3 separate regions of the Sus scrofa genome follow, and all the other regions are linked to region 2. Evidence: chromatin contacts called from public Hi-C and HiChIP or PLAC-seq data. All regions are on one chromosome and are shown on one strand. The core of a region is the stretch at or near the end of the contact, and the rest is flanking DNA. Distances in the headings are between cores, read along the strand shown. Region 1 overlaps LOC110259422 (a long non-coding RNA gene). Region 2 has its middle 570 kb from the start of MEF2C. Region 3 overlaps LOC102159394 (a long non-coding RNA gene).

The links. Hi-C and Micro-C count contacts between places; a contact is called where the count stands out from the background. HiChIP or PLAC-seq counts read pairs in DNA pulled down with a chosen protein or histone mark.
Region 1: an H3K27ac HiChIP or PLAC-seq map of skeletal muscle shows a contact between it and region 2. The contact joins two enhancer-like sites. A contact is called at or near these places in 1 of 47 Hi-C or Micro-C datasets (skeletal muscle) and 1 of 2 datasets of contacts at active chromatin or transcription factors (skeletal muscle).
Region 3: a Hi-C map of skeletal muscle shows a contact between it and region 2, with 8 times the contacts expected there. The contact joins two enhancer-like sites. A contact is called at or near these places in 1 of 47 Hi-C or Micro-C datasets (skeletal muscle) and 1 of 2 datasets of contacts at active chromatin or transcription factors (skeletal muscle).

The regions. Positions count from the first base shown.
Region 1 is chr2:97,029,475-97,033,848 of Sscrofa11.1, forward strand. All of the region lies in intron 4 of LOC110259422 (a long non-coding RNA gene), which reads right to left. Among named protein-coding and RNA genes, the nearest start is that of CETN3, 560 kb to the right of the region's middle. Within about 2 kb of position 2,602, at least 1 of the 83 cell types and tissues checked has an H3K27ac peak or open chromatin away from gene starts, as enhancers often do. A contact at or near this core is called in skeletal muscle, where this site is marked.
Region 2 is chr2:96,785,712-96,790,344 of Sscrofa11.1, forward strand. No RefSeq gene overlaps it. Among named protein-coding and RNA genes, the nearest start is that of MEF2C, 570 kb to the left of the region's middle. Within about 2 kb of position 1,465, at least 10 of the 83 cell types and tissues checked have an H3K27ac peak or open chromatin away from gene starts, as enhancers often do. A contact at or near this core is called in skeletal muscle, where this site is marked.
Region 3 is chr2:96,536,533-96,541,337 of Sscrofa11.1, forward strand. All of the region lies in intron 5 of LOC102159394 (a long non-coding RNA gene), which reads left to right. Among named protein-coding and RNA genes, the nearest start is that of MEF2C, 320 kb to the left of the region's middle. Within about 2 kb of position 1,934, at least 3 of the 83 cell types and tissues checked have an H3K27ac peak or open chromatin away from gene starts, as enhancers often do. A contact at or near this core is called in skeletal muscle, where this site is marked.

The sequences.
Region 1 (4,374 bases), core at 1,352-3,851, 240 kb after region 2:
CTATTTGTGGAAAGAAAGCCTCCATTAGCTAGGTCTTGGCATTTCTGGTAAAGAGATTTCCAGCTAACCTGAAAAATGTTGCTTCGTTCCATTGAACAGGTAGTATGAGTGAGAAATAAACTCTTTTTTTATTTAAGCCATTGAGATTTTGAGATTTAGGGGTTGTTGTTATCACATCAGTATCTGTAATACTACTGAATTATACCATGTAATCTCACCCATACTTCTCCAGGACATTGGCCCAATACAATGGAAAGAAATTGCATCAAAAACAAAGATTCCAATAGAAGAATAAATTAAAAATTAAAAGAACGCCTTGGCTTAATAAGTAATGAAAAGTTTTTCAAAAATAGGAAAACTATCGGCTTTTCAAAACAATTATTAACCTTTCAGAAAAAAAGCTTGTGGGGTTTTTAAAATTTTTTCATTATTTGTGAGGTCCTAGTATTCAAAACTTTAATTTCTTACCAGTGACATTGACTGTTGGAAACTACCTACTCCGAAACTAACTCTGGGACTACTTACATTTAGCTTAAACCAAGAATCAGGCTTCAAAACAATAAGTTAAATAAATAGGCACAGTGCAAAAGATTATAAAATACAATTCAGGAAGTGTCTATCCACAATGACTCTTAACATATGAGTTACTTGTTTAGATAGGTAGATTTATCTATGTGATGCCTTTGACAATGCCAAAACCACAGGTCTGGCAGAGTTTCCTCCACCAGCTGTAGAAAATGCACATTACTTCAAAGTATAGTAGCAGCTACCATTGCTTGGCACTAATGACCAATCAATTCCTTACTCCCTTAAAAATCTAGTCTATTTTGAAGCCTTTTATATTTTTTAATACTATGGTTTTGAAGCATTATAGCAAATTTTATGATCTATTTAGCCATTCTGTGTTAGATAAGAACATTGAAAAATAATATTAGAGTAATAAATCAAGAGTAAGGAATATATAAAACAAAGACATCAAACACCTCTTCCCAGATGATTTTCAGATTATACTAGAGTCTTGCCGCCTACTTTGAGTTGTACAAACAGAGGAAAGGAAGTTAACATTTGTACAAGCATTTATCAGAATATAACTCATTTTTGTTGTTAGTGGAGTGTTGCAAGTAAATTCGAACAAAATAAAGCATAGATGATTTTCAAATAGAACATATATCTGCTGTTCTCCATTATCTGATCTATACATCTTCAGAGGCTCCATGTGGTTACACAAACTGTTCTAACCCTTGGGCATGACAGTCCTGAAAGCTCTCTCTGCCCATTTTAGTGAGGAAATAATGATTTTATTCTTTCAATGTCCTAAGCAATGCTTCAAATTAACAGCACATTTTTTTCTTGCAATCTCTCAGAGTAGGTTGTTGTGAATCTTTCTTCTCTACCCTTAGAACCTAAACTAGAACAAGTAAATTTTTTTCTATTATGTTCTTTTCATTTGTCATGTAGTCAGTGAATTTACTTTGTAACAACCTTAAACCATTAGTGGGAGTATGTCCAAAAATTCTTCCAGGATGTGGATTAATATCTACCATATCCAAGAAAATAAAGACTGATTTTATAGGTAAATTATACATGTATTACGCTGAACTCTGAAAAGAATGTTACTTTTAATGAAATGCAAAGAAATCATGATATAGAATATAGTTATAAAGTTCTGAAAGCTCAAAGTCTTACTCGTAAATCAAGGATTGAACTTGATTATCTTGTCTTTGCCAAATATTCTAGATTTGGTAAAAAGCCCTATCTCATTATAATTTCTTTTAATGTGATTTCTAATAATTTAAACAGTGTAACATCATACATAATACATGTCAATATACTGTGCCAATATAGGATGTGATATAGCTATACTCCTCTTTTATATTTAAGATGTATGAACTCAATACATCCTGTTATCCAAAGACGCCAGGAAGACATTTGTGAAGAAAGTTAACTCAGAACTCTTCCCGTTAAAAAAAAAAAAAAAAAAAAAAAAGAAGAAGAAGAAGAGAAAAGAAAAGAAAAATTTTTTCTTTGGGTTTTGAGAACATTACCAAACATTATTTTCAACATAGCCACTACTGAAGAAATCATATCAATTAGAAGAGAAACATGGATTTTATGATAATAAATGTATTAAAAGCAAATTCAGTAAACAAATGAGGGAAAGAGCAAATAGCAAAAATCAAAAGACCAATGTAAATATTTATTAGTAAAATATTTTCACTTTTCACTTATAAGTAAAAAATAATAATGATGATAATTATGATACATATAATGCCAATAATAATAATAATAGAAAGAAGCTTCAAGGGTTTTTTTTAAAAACTTATGGTGCCTCTGGGGGAGAAAACCCCAAAACATTGTCATCAAAATTTTAATGAGACTTCAAAACTTCAAGATGCTGTCAAAGAAGCTGCTCCCCTTCCTTACTTTTTAAAAAGGAATTGAGAATGTGAAAGCTTAGAAAAAAAAAAAAATATATATATATATATAGGCTGGCAGGAAGAAATTCCATCTTGTTGGGTCTCTGAAACAGCGGAGGACTGAACACTTGTAAACACGGTACCTTGAGCAATAGTTGCCTTATGGCTTGTAGTTTGAGGCCAAGAATAGCATGATAAACTTAGAATGTGTTTATCTCTTGGCAGCTTCATTTTACTTGCAAGCTGGGAGGGACAAAGACCAACAATTTTCCACCTACAAAGTGCATCTGAGCTGGCAGGCAGCTCAGTGAGTAAGTCAACTTGAACCTCCAGATCACAACTACTCTCAAAGACAGATGGACAATTTTGGAAAGGGGATGATTCAGCCAATATCTCAAGGCATTTATGGTTATAATGTCCTTTAGTTGGGGGGATGGGAGGATTTAATTTACAGATTTTCACATACATTTAGTGCTATTCTAAGAGAAATGGTATGTGTGTAAATTTTTATAATTACATGTTCATTGCTAGTTGAAAACAGGTAGGCAGCATTTTAAGAACCTGTGTTTTCTCTCCAAAATAGAAAAGGCTAAACACTTTTCCCAAATACTGATTTTTTTTTTTAAACTTCTTTCATAATAGTAAAGCATTGTGTTATTTTATTCAATTTCTTAATGTCAATTGTTTGATGATTGATTATAAACTCAGGTAGACTTTAATGTTTTATCTTCAAGTTGCTTAATTTAGGATTGGTGTTAATTATATGAAGTGTGCCTGGGAAAAGAGGAGCTTGGATGCTGTAATTTTGAAGACTGAGCAGAGGAACTTCTTGTTACAAGGTTTCAGACATCTGCCCAAGTTGGGTTATTTGTGTAGTATGGGTGTTATGTTACAAATTATAGAAATATTTTGAGATCATAAAATAAAACTCTTTTTTTAACCCACTGGATCCATATTCTGTGCTTTCCACACAATCTTTTTCTACTTCAACATGCAGCTGATTTCCATGAATCCTAGGAAGGTTTAGGTAAAAATTTTGGTACTAGGAGAGCTTTTTTATGGATACAGCATAGTTCTAGTTTGACAACAAACTGAAAATAATTTATATTATCAGAAGGAATCAAGTATGATCTTTCTCCTTTTCATGAACATTCCATGAACAAACGGAAAATACAAATAATTTCAGAATGGAGATTAAATATGATCAACTGTTTATGCAACTCATGAATTTCTATTAGATGCTTATTTCATGTGGAATAAAATAAAAGGATTTTTTCACATCTATTTTTATGTTATTAAAAAGTATATTTATGAAGAGAAAAAGCAATGGCCAAAGCAATAAATGCTTAGAAATGTTAGAAGTAGATTCTAAGTAGTTCTGTGAATGACTCATCATGATTTCTTCCAGACAGTGGCAAATTAACATATTTTACACCCAGAACAAAATTAATGCAGTTGAGCCTGCCAAATTCTAATTCCTTTGCCATACCACATGTCCAGAATAATTGTTTGTTTCCCCCAAAAAGTGTTTCCTGTGGACCTCCACCACAGCTCATGCTGGAATTTAAGTTCTGACAAGAATGGGTGGTTATTTTTTTCAGTTGCATCCTGCAACCCTTAATTTGTTGAAGAGATCCAGCCCACCCCAGGCCAGTGTTATCTTTTTGCCTTTTACTGTGTACCCTGACTGATTTACTTGCCCTGTCTGAATAACACCACTCCATGGAAAACTAATTTGATTAAAAATTTTCTGATAGTAGATTTTACTAACATGTCATTGGTGAAAGTGTTTTGAGAAACCGAGCTTTCTCTTGAGAAAAACCAGATATGTCTATTTTTTTAAAATTGTAGAAGGATTTTAAAGCTTTTGTTTGGATTAATAAATGGTCACAAGATTGGACACATGAGATGTTGCTGAGCACATTGCAGTTGTAAATAAGAACTAACATAAAGCCTC
Region 2 (4,633 bases), core at 215-2,714:
GAAGAGGTGTCTGGGTGGGGAACAGGGATACTGAATGTAACATACGAGGTGAAGATTTGTTTTTATCCCTTTTCTGTGAATTTAAAAACATAGTGACCATTTGTAACATTATTTCTACAGAAAATTCTGTGAACAAATCCCTTGATAGGATGGATATTTGCTTTCATGTTACATAGGATGAGTAATATACTGATATCCACATGACATTATATAGTCCAAAGCACTTTAGGACTCCAGTCTAGAAAAGTTGTAACAACAGATAAAAAGTAAAATCTATGGAATGGCACTTTATAAAATCCCTACGTTCTCAGAGGCACTAAACTTATGCTCCTAGGAACTTTGGAGCAGGATTAAAATCTAGAAAGACAGACTAGAATAATACAAAGAGATGCAGAGGGCAATAGAAAGAAATAGACTCTTACCTGACAAACAGCATCACCATATAAAAACGGCAGAATACAACCTTGCCAGTTTCAGTTTGAGATTCTCCTTGTGTGTGTGTGTGTGTTTAGAACATACTTCAGTTTGTCCAAACATCACATGAAAAAACATTAAAAGGATTCCCCTGCACCTTTAAAATGAAATCATATGTCCCACATTCAGTCAGTTCTCTATTAACCAAAGTGAACTTAAATCTTAGCCTGACTTGTCTGGTTATCCAGCACGTACCTAAATTACCTTACCCTGGTGGTTATGTACTTAATCCTAACTTTAATTATGTGCTAAATATGTTTTTTAAGTAAGAAGAGATTAATTTTCTTTAAGAAAATTCTTATTTTAGAAACAAATATATTGAAGGCAGCTATGCTCACCACCATACCACCAATGCTACTGACTAGAAACAAATATATGAAATATCTCTATTGTTATAGCCCTTTGTATGTATAAATACAAGCAAATATGTAGTATAAGTATATATACAGAGATATTTTACTGTATTTAAGCAAGCTTGGTAGAAAACTTCTTTAACTCTTGTAGGTCATAGCTATAATATATCTAATTATTCTGTGAAGAGTAAACAAAAGGATGCCTATTATGTAAGAATTTTTTTTAATCCTAAGTAAAATTTCCACTATATATAGCAGTTGGATACTTCCACTGGTGGCTGTCTGATACAATTTGTTGGCAGATATGTGGCATCTTCAAAATCTAGAAATCCCGAGGTCAAGATTTCCTATAATCAATGTGCTGTAAGTGCATTTCTGTCTGGGAATTTTTCTTTGCTTCTTAACTGCTTAGGTTGAGAGCCAGGGTGTCCAAAATTACAATTGATACTAGAAACACAATGTCAGAGATGATTTCTCCATTCTGCCTTACTGCTCCATTTAAAATTGTGTTACATTTCTGCTAATAAAAGCCTTTCTAAGGATTCTGTATCACTCTTTTGCAAGGCACATTCACATCCTTCAATGAAAGTTGCTATTATCAGAGCAGTGTGCTCTTACTATTTATTTATTACAACAGCCCTCATGACTGCTTACCCAGGCGAGCACTAGAAATATCTAACTCATTACCACTACATAAAATAGCATGGGGTATTTTCAGAATGAAAGAGATCAGAGCATGACAAATTCTAAAGCTGCCCGTGTCCCTGTTTCTAAAGAAAAAGATTGCTGTTCAACAAGCACTAGTAACTTTAACTATCGAAGTGGATATATTAGACTCTTAGAGAAAACACTGCCCAGACAAAATCTTATTGGTAATACCTATTTGCTACTCTTTTTTTCATTTAAAGTCTGAACACCCTTGGATTTTCCCAGACCAGCCAGTGAAAGAAAACTGACCCAGATGGAGTCAGAAACTGAAAATGCCTATTGACTTATTCAGCTGGAAGTTGATCCTGGTTGCTATTTAAATCTACTGCTTTAAGTGTCAGCAGACATGCTGCATTCCTTATAATGGTTCAGAGGGCAGACATTTGGGTCAAAATATTCTTACCCATTCTGTATCTATTGTGAGCTTTACAATGTTTACAAACAGCTGTTACAATAACCCAAAGATCCAAAGAAAAATGTGACACATCCAAGAATCTGACAGTTAAAACCAAGCATTTGTTCAGATAGCACCTTGTGGTTTGAGGTAACAAGACCCATGATGATAATGGTATTTGTCACATTCAGAGCAGCTGTATTCATGAGCGAGTGGAAGTGACTACCATCTTACACACCCAGTTACTACTTTGAACCCAGCTCTATATTTTGGCTGCCTTGGCAACAGCACAGCAATAACAACTGGAGCCATAATGGCGATGTCAATCCAAGGACATTTTGGGATATAAAGCAAAGAGCCCTGACTTTCAACAGAGAAAGAAAGAACATACAAAATAAATGGAAAAAAAAACAAAAAACAAAACAAAAACCAAAAACCCATAGCTCTGCTATACTGTGTACAATGAGACTTAGGGACTAGACTCCATGTTATTTATTGTAAAGTTAAGTTTTTACAAGTCCAATAATTTTCCAGTGGCTTGTCTTTTATGGAAAAAAGGAAAGGGAAATGGATCTCAATAAGTAGGGAGCTATTTTTGTTTTCTACAACAAGACTATAAAGGATAAATTACACCTTAATTGTGACCACATTCATCAATATAGGTTCCACAGAACTATAAACAACAATAGAAATGGACAAAATCGTTCAGCCTTCTCACTGGTTGGTTTGTTTCATGTGATTGGTCACTAGTATCTCTTCTTTTGGTCACATGGTAAAATTGCATTTCCCTGTCCTCATGACATGAAAAACATTTATGTTCTTATGACTTGCTTTGGTTAATGAAATGTGAGGATAAGTAACAGGTGTCATTTCAAGATGGAATCTTTACAAGTTCAGTTTGCTGTTGTTCCCTACTTGTGCCAGGGAAACTAGCAATTTTCCAAATGGTAGAAGCTTCATCTGCCTGGAGTGACAAGACAGAACAGAGTACCCAGTTGTCTTGTAAGGAACATTTAATACTAGCAAGAAGCACCCTTTTGTTATGCTAATCAAATGCAATATTGGAGCTTATCTCAGTATAAACTATCCTGTCCTGGTTATCCTCAGAGTGTAATTTATAGAAATTCAAAGAATACCATTTTTTATTGAAATATATTTGACACTGCATCAATTTAACATTCAATTTTAAAATGTACACACACACATATATATATAAAGAACATTACTCTTTAGTTTTTGTAGAATCAGAGGTTATAATGAAGATAATGCTTCAAACCTCTTCACCAGAATAAGATAGACTGTTCTGGCTAAAATGCAGAATCAGGAATTTATGGTCAACTCATGTTCTCCAGACAGAAACTCAAATGCACACTTAGACCAATTCAGATGAACTATTTCACTGCCTGAACTAGCCAGAAATGATTTCTTTAACTTGTTATCTTGTAAATCAAACCAAAGTTTTATGAAAAAATGTTCATTGTCAGCCAGGCCCCTTTAGTTTTCCATTGTATTAGGCTTTTTCTTCATATACTTCACCCCCTTTTTTCCCTAGAGCTACTCTCTGTCTCCTTTACTTATGTGGTATTCTCCTGTCTGACAATAAGAGAAAGTAATCACTACTACTTTATATAACAGATTCTGGCAAAGTATTTGTGATTCTGTTTCCACAGTAATTTAAACTTTCTGCTGTAAGTGGAAAGCAAAGTTAGATGTTGGCCCTATGGAATGTTTGTGAAGTGATATCAGTTCCACTAAGCTTTTCTAGGCCTCAAAAATATTTGAACCCTTTTTAATATAGGTCAAATAGAACACATGTAATGTTAAAACAACCTTGCTATGTTTCTGTTTATTTCTGAGATCAGCCCAGAACAATAGCTTCAAAGGTATTTCTATGAACACAGTTAAATGCATACCAAAGGAGTGTGTGTGTGCATGTGTGTGCCTATGTGTGCACACAGACATGTTCATCTGTTTAAAGTGAAAAAGACACTGTAAAGAGCTAAAAATGGACATTTATCAATTTTTAAGTTATGACAAGAAACGTCATTATATTTCTTCATACTATTTCTCCAGAATTACTACAATAAAATTCCACACTTATGGACTTACTTGGCAGAAGGCCATGATGATGTCCAGAAAAATCTAAATAAAGTGTATTCTTTATATTATGCACTAGAAGTAAATTCTTTTTCTAAAGCCACAGAAATGAAATTAAAAATTTTATGAAGTATTATAGTACGGTAAAATTTTTTCAAGTTATTTTTTCTCATTTGCCGAATAACAATTTTTCTATAACATGTGGTTTCACATAAGATTTACTAGTCAGCTCCATCTATATCATATGTACCGATATAGAAAGCCTTTATAGGAAATTTTAAAGGTAACAAACATTCGTTAATTTCACAGAGTTAAAATAATTGTCTAGAAATAAGCATTCTCCTCAAATTAAATATAGGTATTAATTTCAAAATTGCCTTATTTCAATAATATGTTATTTACTTATTATAATAGGTAACACAAATATCTCAATTTAAAACAACTTGAATTTATTTTTCATTGTCAAATATTAAGAGAGAAATTCAGTAGTCATTTTGTAAAGTAATAATAATCCCCACTTTAGCAAAATATGTTATCTGCATATATATACATAATTTGTTCAGCTGTGACAATATCACAACTCAAAGTATTATTTGAATGGTTTATA
Region 3 (4,805 bases), core at 684-3,183, 250 kb before region 2:
TCTCCTTCCTATACATGAACTTTGAAAGACTTGGAAATATGTTCACATATTCATAGTCATCACAGTGGAAATATGGTCAATAATATATCAAAATTCTTAAGCTTGGGTAAAACAAGTTTGAAATTAGGGTATTGGGTAGTACATTAAAGCCCCAATGGATCAGTTCCTTTCTTAGATTTTTGGTAGTCATCATTTCACTTCTAGATAACTTAGAATAGGTAGAAAAACCTAGAAGAGGAAATTGTGTGGAGAAAATCTGGCTGAAACAGTCACTGAATGATCATCGAATTTTGTTGAAGTAGTTTATTCATCTAGGGGAGTCCAGCTGTCTTTCTCCCACCTCTGTTCCTCATTTGTCCCTGACATTCAACTATCTGTTGAATTGTTGAAAACCTCTTTTTTTCACCTTAGCTGAATCATCTTGGACAATTTCAGTTTTACTAGTGAACTGAGCCAGGCTTTTAGGCCTAAACAACTTGGCTGTGTTAGACATATTTGAAATAAGCCCTAATAATTTAATCAGTGGATGACAGGAAATATCTATTTCTGTGACCAGTGTAGACCTTTGATTGCTGGATAGAGTAAAACATTTTCCAACATACTCAGTGTACAACTGAGATGAATACTTAACAAAGACTTTTCAGACTGTGAAATAGTGAAATGAGCAAAATAAGGGAAGAGGATTAAGAGGTACAAACTTCCAGTTATAAAAGAAATATACAGCATAGAGCATATAGTCAATACTCTTATAATAACTTATAAAATATTGCATTGTGAGGACAGATTGGAACTTATTATGCTCATTTTGTAATGTGTGAAAATATTGAATCACTATGTTGTACACCTGAGGGTTATATAATATTGTAAGTCAATTATACATCAGTATTTTTTCTGAAAGATTCAGTGGTTTGGAGAATTACCTAGGATGGGTCTTTCTTTTATCATGTAGTGTTGATAAACATGGATTTTCCAGAAATGTCTTAACTGCATGCTATATATCAACTAAAATCTCTATAGTCTTTCATTAGATCCTTTACTAGAAGGCTGAATTTAAATACATTTCAATGTTTATAGCATTGCCTGTTGAGCTACTTAGAAGCATAGGAGCCTAGCAGTTCATAGGTTTAAATAATACTTCCTTGTGTTCAAATGTTAATTTAATGAAGGCACAAATGATGAAGATAGTATGGTAACGGGCATAGGAGGAAAGAATTCTACCTGAGATCACCGTGTTCTCTCTCTTTGAAATATATGTTGTTCTCGGAGTTCCCATCGTGGCGCAGAGGAAACGAATCTGACTGGGAACCATGAGGTTGCATGTTTGATCCCTGGCCTCACTCAGTGGGTTAAGGATCCAGCGTTGCTGTGAGTTCTGGTGTAGGTCACAGATGCGGCTCGGATCTGGAGTTGCTGTGGCTGGGGTGGCTATGGTGTAGGCCAGCAGCAACAGTTCCGATTAGACCTCTAGCCTGGGAACCTCCATATGCTGCGGGTGCTGCAGTAAAAAGACAAAAAAAAAAAAAAGACAAAAGACAAAGAAAAAAGAAACACACGTTGTTATAAATGGACACCTCCTTCAACATGTTCAAATTTGAGTGTGGATTAACCTTACATTGACAAGTTTTAACAATAAATTGAAAATAATCAAATTTTATGCATTTTTTTCTTTCCTTACATTGTAGGTAAGGACATACTAAAAGAGTGTTATCAAGACATTGCTTTTCACATACATTCATTAGGAATTCAAAGATTTGGTAGCTGATGGTGATGTTAGTGTAATTAGCAGGAAAAAAATGGAAGAAATGCATGTTGCTATAGCAATGTGTTCATCATGAGTGATCTACAGCATAAACACCCAGATTAATTTACAAGATGCTAGGTAGAAAGCTACATGGCTGACTAGGCTACTCTCAGATGCCACAGTATTTGTTTTTATTAAGTATAAACATTACAGTGGAGCTTTCAAGGTATGTGTGCTTGTCACTGTCAATCACACAGGGGTTGCATTCCCAAAGAGTTTTCAATTCACTTTAAATTTTTAACGGATGAAGGGAAACATTTTTTAGAGAATAAAAAATATATATACTAGCATAGATGACATTTTGACACTGAAACAAGCTAACAATCTCCTTGTTCATGGGCAGACTGTGTTTCTGTTTCATCTGCACACTTGCTTTTGATACCAGAGGTATGAAAGTTTTAATGTGCAAGCGGATTTAAAAATACCGAAATTGGAAGCCATGGTGTCAGGAAACCTCTTAAGAAAGCACTTGTGGATATGAGCTGGATGACATTTTAGCCCACCATAGTTTAGGTTATTACTAGAAACTCAAGACCAAAAAGGCACCCTTACCTCATTGGGCTGGGAAATGTGATATGTGGGTGTATATATAGGTATGTGTTTATGAGCAAGTCTGAAAGATACAGTTGCCAACTGGATGCTTGTTGCTGATGGTATTTTGGGGTCCTATAGCCAGACACATGGGATGGTACAAGAGACCCACATTCCTCAGCTTGGCCAGTGGGGTGGTTCTGCAGCCTTGGCACAAACATAGAGCATGTTCACGATCTGAATTCCTCATTCTCCATTGCTTAAATAGGCCAACTTCAGAACTGGGCAAATGTTAGAAGGGAATAGAATGAGGTGGAAGGTAAAGAGAGATAGTGAAGCTTAGATGATCTGGCTGCATTCCTCTACCATTGACACTGATGGCTCACAGGATAATTTGGAGGTGGATTGTATGCAACTGAAAAGATCTTCATTAATTTGTTTAGCATGTACAAATAGCAGTAAAAGCTGTAAAGAAGTTGGCTGTTGTATTTTACTCACAGTGTTGTATATGATAAGACTCAAGAAATGGAGATGGCGTGTTCTAGTGGGACACTGTGTAGAATTGTAGTGTCCAGTTGGGATGAATCTTGTGTCCCTCTGCTTCTAGATTGCTTGATATAAGACAAAGTCATTGTTCTTGGGCAGCATACAACTTGTAGGGATCCCCAGTACAGAATTCTTGATAGAATGCCAACATGTTGAGGGCAGGACTGTCAAGGACATCAGGAACAGTAGGAATTGTTCTTGTGTCTTTTCTCCAGTGTAGAAAAGGATTGGTTTTCTGGGACCAAGTCCCAACATCTGGCTAAACCATGTATATTATGAGATTTGGCCAAGGGAATTTTTAAACTTTAAGCCAGGCCTGGCATTCACCAGTACTATCCCTATGGGATTTAGCCTGAAGACTAGAGCTTGCCAAACCCAAGTTTGGACCCTACATTGCTTAGGCTGGATTGACAGCCACTCCATAGAGGAAATGAACAATAAACATTATGTCCTTTGGGGTTCCACAAAGGAAAACAATAAACCTGCATCAGTCATGGTTCCAATAAAGGATGGGTTGCTTCAGGCTATTGCCCGAATAAAGGCTGTTGCAGGCATTCAGCCCCTAAAGAGAAGAACTTTCTTTTCTTGCCCCACCCTGTTATGGAGTCAGTTGCTGGCCACCAGTGAAGCTGGTGCTAATCTAATCAGGATGTTTTGCTTTAACTTCTGGTGTGGCTTTTTGTCTGGGTTGAGAAGGAAAAAAAGGTTTTTAAAAGTGCTGCATTTCCAAGTTGTTTGTATTGGTTTAAGTGTCTCTGTTATTTTCCCAGTACATATTTCACATCAGTGAAAACTGGTTAGGCATTTAGAATTTTTATCATATTACTTAAGGTATAGAGTATAAATGCTGTTTTGCTTGGTTCAGCATAATTTTCCTAAAACAAGCAAACCAAATTGTGCACACAGTGAGAATGGGGCAGGAGTGATACTAGGTGTTTTTTGAAATTAGTGGCTTTTAAAAAATATCTCTGCACTCTGGTCTATAGATTTCACTCTGCTCTACTTTTTCTTTTTTTGTATTTTTTTTTTTTTACCAATATTGTTTATTTTCTGTATTCCCTCAGAACATATATGCTCCCTTGATTTTTTTTCAAGTGCCTAGAATTATACCCAATACATAGCAGACCTTCAGTACTTGGTGACTATATTAAGAATTTGGATATTTTTTTGCTAGGACATTTCCTTGGAGAAAATTTTAAAGTTTTTTCTCATTTGGCTTTATTCAGCTAGAAGACATGAAAAATAAAGTAGTTTTTTAAAAATTTTAAATTCTTTACAGAAGTTTTACTTCAGTAAGCTTTATATTTTTAATAACTCCCCAGTCTTACTTTATCTGAAAATTACTAGTGAGCAAAGATAAGAGTAGGTAGGAATATAGTATCTTCCCTCAGATATTTTATTAACTAGAAAGAATTGTTTAATGGTAATTTATGGTTTGTTTTTGTTTGAGAATTATAAAATGAAAATGTTACTAAAGAGAAATAGCATTTAAGTTAAACCATAAGATAGTTCATACTTAGAAGTCACAGGATTTTTTTCAAATTTAAAGACCTTAAATATTTTATTTTACTTGGTACACATGAGTATGAGTTCTACATAAACAGAATTAGGAAATTATCAACCGAGGTACCAACATGAATATTTTAATTAAAAAAATGTGAATACTGTAATTTTGATGATGACGATGTGTGTGACTAAAGTTATGTTTGTGCCATGCATTGTTTTTAAATTCAAGTGCCGCAAATCCTCAGCAAAGATACAATCAAAAAAAAAAAAAATCAACTTTTTTTGAGATATTGAAATAGGCAACTTATGTTTTTGTTACTATCTTCAAGGAGGTCTAAAAATATAGTCAAATTTCACCCAGTCACTTATGTTGTTTTAAAAAAACAAAACAACACGGATATGTATGAAGTGTGTGGACAGC